Regions from separate parts of the Hordeum vulgare genome. Here region 2 is linked to region 1. A link is a contact called in public Hi-C data. All regions are on one chromosome and are shown on one strand. The core of a region is the stretch at or near the end of the contact, and the rest is flanking DNA. Distances in the headings are between cores, read along the strand shown. Region 1 holds the start of LOC123401526 (glyceraldehyde-3-phosphate dehydrogenase GAPCP1, chloroplastic-like). Region 2 holds the start of LOC123402069.

Region 1 (2,574 bases), core at 33-2,532:
TGTTTTTCTTTTGTCAAATTTTACGTAGTGATTCAATATAAATGTAACTATTTGTATTTCAAATATAATTTATTTATAAATTAATCGTAAGATTATCTCGGATGAAGAATAAATTCTTCTGTACCCTGAGTGATAAATAGAGTTTATATATATATATATATATATATATATATATATATATATATATATTTTAGCACTAACCTATCATGTCGTATTATTTTGCACAATATGATTGTCGAGGATGAGGGTGATGATGTAGTCTAAATCAATGAGGGTGTTCAGGCGCGTCCGCGGTCGTAACCAGCTATTCTCATCGGACTTACACACACTGAATAATACCCCAGAATGCATAGTGACAAAATAGATTTTACGAGACTAAAACAATATCTTGTATCCACCCCTTTTGGCGACATGCATTTTTTCTTCTTCTGGAAACGCTTGTGGTCGGCTCGTCGACCGAACCGTTCCGCCGGTCGCGCGCGACCCGCGCGTGTAGTTGATTAAGCATGCAACTTTTTTTCCTTTGAAATTTGCTGTAACTAGCGTTGAAGTTTGCTACAAGCGTTTTCTATTTGCTACAATTGTTCATAAAAAAGCTGCATATACGTTTGGTTGCAACCCTAGTTCGTTGAATTTTTCGCTACAACCGGTGTTTTTGATTGTTGCTACAACCGTGTTAATCTTTTGCTACAACCGGTATCATTTCTTGCTGCAACCATTCACTAAAAAAGTTACATACACGTTAGTCAGAGTTGTAATCCGAGTTCATCGTATTGTTTTTGCTATAACCCACATTTTGTTTTGCTACCACGTATCATTAGCGTCTTTTTTGCTACCGCTATTTTTTACTACAACCATATTTTTATTGTAATCGTGACCGAAATTTACTGTGTTGTGACCAAAATTTACTGCATCGAAATTTTTTGTTGCATGGACAAAAATTTGCTGCGTTGTGACTAAATTTACTGCATTGCGTGCTACCGGCAAATCAGGTGATGGGCGTGTGGTCGGCCCAAAGTTCCGACCGAAGCGCTGGCGAAGAGCACTGCCTTTTTTTCTTCTTCTGATGAAAATGTCGGGCAGCAGTGCTGCCAACCCCGGGGCTTGGACAAATGACAATCGCCTTGCAACAAGACGAATACCAGTTTGGTCTTCTTGTGGGAAAACCAAAACCAAAGTTGGTAAGATCCTCCACTTTTTTAAAAACACGACGACGAACACGGCCAGCCAACCAAGAGATTCGGTGGAGGGGGTAGGCTCGCTCGCTCGCTCGCTCGTGTGCACCGCTTTCTTTCTTTCTCCTTTGTTATAAAACAAAACAAGGCTCGAGCCGCCACCTTCCCACGCCCGCCTCCGCGAACGAAAGGCCAGCCAAACCTCTGCCCCTGCCCCCTCGTCGGCTTGATTCCTCCTCCTCGTGACCCTCTCCTGCGGTCCCTCCCCTCCTCCTCGGTCAAACCCTAACGCGCGCATCCACCCACCCACCCGTCCGTCCGTCCGTCCGTCCATCAACCCCTTCTCCCATGGCGGCGCTCTCCGTGCCTCTCCGCACCGCGGCGGCCCCGTCCTCGTCCCTCGCCGGATCCCGCGCTGCCGCCGACCCCTCCAAGGTATCCGTTGCTCGCCCCTTCACACGCACTGTCTGTACGCGTAAAGCCGGGCGGCGCCGCTGGGTTGATGCGAGTCCATTTCGGCGTCTAGATTTGGTTGGTCCCCGTCGTAATTCGCTCGAGACCGTCGTATCCTCGGCGGGGAATCCAGCCATTTGTGCTGTTTGGCGCTGCAATACATTCTACCGGTTGAATTGGGTTCAAGCGCCGCGTACTGACGTAGGTTCCCTGCTGTTTAGCACCAGTTCCATCCATGGAATTGAGCCAAGGAGACCCTATTGTGTTAACTCTAAATTAAGATGCGAGTTGGCTTGTCTCCTGTTGCTTTCAACTTTTGTTTGGCATCTGCTGTAGTGTTGTTCACGTCGGCAGAGGCCTTTCTCCTTCTCCTTTGAGGATTTTATTGTAGTGCCGAACTTTTTTCACCTCATATTGATGGGATTTGGCTGTTGTGGCATAGGTGTCATGCTTGAGGAGCACGGGTCCAGCTCACTTGGCCTGCAGTTTCCCCTCCATTGCTGCTTCCTCTTCATCGTAAGTGCCTCCCCTTTCCGATGCATCGTTTGCATTGCCTCGTGAACTGTATGCCAGATTAGGATGTACTGCATCTAATTCGTGTGTGCTAAAGTGTCAGGAACATTGTGCCACTTAGAGCTATAGCTACACAGGCACCCCCGGTCGTCCCTCGTAAGTTGTTGGGCTCAGCAAACATATTGCAGCTTCTAGTGGCATTTGATTGTTTATAATCTTTTTTGTCCTTTTTGTTTTTCTCTGCAGAGTATTCGAGTGTGGAGAAGACGAAGGTTGGCATCAATGGTGAGCATCTTGTATACAAAATTGATGCAAAAAAAAAACTGTTGCAATCTAGATGATGCAGATTAATCCTTGCTGGTTGCATCTTTTGTCCAGGATGCTTAGGCCATGTTCTTTTGTTTCATAATATACCGTGTCAACGAATTAAGTA
Region 2 (2,574 bases), core at 23-2,522, 480 kb before region 1:
GTGCAGTTCGGCCACCCGACAGATCGGTACTTGGCGCAGACCATAGACATGGTCGTCGGCATCAAGGACTCAGAGCGCGCAGTGAGACGAGAGTGTTCGACGGCAGCAGAAGCTCCGAGCCGTGCTTGAGGTGACAACTATGGTGGGTGCAGGAGAACTAACGTTTTTGATGCCCTATTATGGAGCAGCTGTTGGAGACGGCACTTGCTCATGCCCAAAAAGATCAGTTTTGATGCCCAATTATTTTTACAAAGATGCAGATTAATCGGGCATGATAACCCTTAGCTTCTTCCTCGGTCTATTTTGATCCTAGGTATTAGAAGGATTTTATTTTGGTTGTTGCCCCGCTCTGCTAGGGGTTATAAGCATTTCATTCCAGGTCCGTATGGTCTGCTGTGCACCATTTAAAATCCTAATAAGTGTATGCCTGTAGCTAGCTTGCACATGCTTGTGTTTTGGCAAACGTAGCAACAATACATCATGTACTCCTATGTCCTGGCATATAAACGCAAGAAACTCAGGAACACCCTGCTGAATTAAGACCAGTGACCCATGTTCATCTAATTGATTTACACTCTTCTGTATGTGCATTTTTAGCTTGGACGAAAGGATTTACCATTTGGAAACATTATGTTTCATTGTGCTCGTTGTATACCTTTTTTTTAAGGTCATCTCGTTGTATACCAATCAGCAACATAACAATGTCTCATACATCTTTTTACTGTTTTGTAGCAACATAGAGTCCTCATTATAAACCGAGGATTTTTACTAGTTACATATACAAAAGAAAAGAGAAAACGGAGAGCACAGGAGGTTACCTTGCTCTGTGTAGTGGTAGATCGGAGCAGATGCAGCTGGTGGTGGCGCTGCGCACCGGGAGGAGCGGACGACGGCGGCCAGAATCAGGCCACCAGCGACGAAGACGGACGGATGGGGTGGCCCAAGCGCGGCCTAGAGGAGGCGGCGGCGAGATGCGCGGGTGGCGGCGCTGGGCACTGCACGGAGATGCGTGGTAAGGGGTATGAGGACCGCGGCGGCCGTACTATGGACGCCGGCGCCGGAGACGAGCGGACGTGGAGCTGCGGAGCAAACCCTAGCGCCGCCAGAGCTTGGCCATGGTTGGGTCGAGAGGGGAAAATGACTGCGGGGTGACTCACGGCAGTGATTCTGCAAAGGAGGGCAGTTTTTCTGTAATTTCTTTGAAGTGCCACGGGGTAGGACGCGCGCGGCGCCGTGCAAATTGACAACGCGCGGTCAAACACGATCCCCAAACGGCAGTGGCGGACCTACCCACAAGACACGGATGGCCAACAATGATATTAGAGCATGGTTAATAGTATAGCCAACTGCCCGCTATAACCAGTCTTATAGTTCATCTTATAGCTAGTTTGTACAATAGTTAGCTATAAAAGAGTATTATTTTTATCATATATGGTTCACCTTTCATTCGCACAAATCACCTAGGAGCACGTGCTAGAGCTGGCTCTTCACGAAGAGCCCGCTTCCCTTCTCTCTCCTCTTCTCTCTCATCCAACTCAGCAAAAATATAGTATTTAAATCCTTACAGCCTGCTGAATGTACCTTATTGTACTTGCTCTTAGAGCAACTCTAGCAAGACCCGTATCCCGCCCCGGTCCGCAAAATAACCGTCAAAGTGCAGGTCAGGGCGGCAAAACCTGTTCGATCAGACCCCGCATCCCGCCCCGACCCGTAAATATTTTTGCGGGGCGCGGCAAAATTTCGGGCCCAACCCGCGTATTCGCGGGTTCGCCCCTCGCCGCTGCGGTGCCCTGCATATAAGTGGTAAGCGGTTGGTGGGGGGACATTTCAGCCCGCGCTTTCCCCCACCAACCACCTCCCCTCTCCCCCTTCGCCCAAGATTCCGGCCGCCGAATTTGGCTTTTGTCGGCCGCCGGTGGCTGCGCCAAGCGATGGAGTGGTCGGGGAGCATCTCCCGCAGCCCCGGCAAGGGCGCATCAGCGCATGCACGGACGGGTTCGTCCTCCCGGCGCCGCCGACGATTTCCGGGCATGGATTCGTCCGGCCGTCCACCGGGCTCGGCGCTCGCGCAGCGGCTGTGTGGCTCGCCGTTGCCGCTCATACAGTGCGACGACTGCACGCGGACAATGATGTGGCTTACTTCGGGCACGCCGAACCACCCCGGATGGGTGTTCTTCAAATGCGAAAACGACGGGGTACGTGCACTTGCGATATCTCATTCTTTGGTTCAATTGCGGATCCTCATTCTGAACATGGTTATTCTTTTGTGTAGGAATATGGATGCTCATTTCGGTTTTGGAAAGGCGAATACATTGATTTATTGATAGAAAAAAAGTTAATAGATGTCGATGCACTCCTTAGTAGAATAAAAAACAATGATGCGGCTGCATGTGCAACGTCTATTTCTTCCGAACCAAAGATGATGCGGCTGAATGAAGAATGCAAGATGAAGAATCCGCAGATCAACAATGAGTGCATGGAGAAGATATTGCTTCAACTAGTTGGAGCAGTTATGGAAGTTGGAAATCTTCTAAAATGCATACTTGTGGTTCTTGTTTTCTTTGGTCTTGCTAT

The links. A called contact is a pair of places that touch in the nucleus more often than the background predicts.
Region 2: a contact with region 1 is called in a Hi-C map of seedling, with 4 times the contacts expected there. The contact joins the promoter of LOC123402069 here to the promoter of LOC123401526 in region 1. A contact is called at or near these places in 2 of 6 Hi-C or Micro-C datasets (leaf and seedling) and 1 of 1 datasets of contacts at active chromatin or transcription factors (embryo).

What each region holds. Positions count from the first base shown.
Region 1 is chr6H:134,724,634-134,727,207 of MorexV3_pseudomolecules_assembly, reverse strand. It overlaps LOC123401526 (glyceraldehyde-3-phosphate dehydrogenase GAPCP1, chloroplastic-like), which reads left to right and starts at 1,282. Exons shown (of 14, transcript XM_045095355.1): 1 at 1,282-1,610; 2 at 2,071-2,144; 3 at 2,239-2,297; 4 at 2,388-2,426. The coding sequence starts at 1,524.
Region 2 is chr6H:135,204,776-135,207,349 of MorexV3_pseudomolecules_assembly, reverse strand. It overlaps LOC123402069, which reads right to left and starts at 1,272. Exons shown (of 2, transcript XR_006611230.1): 1 at 819-1,272.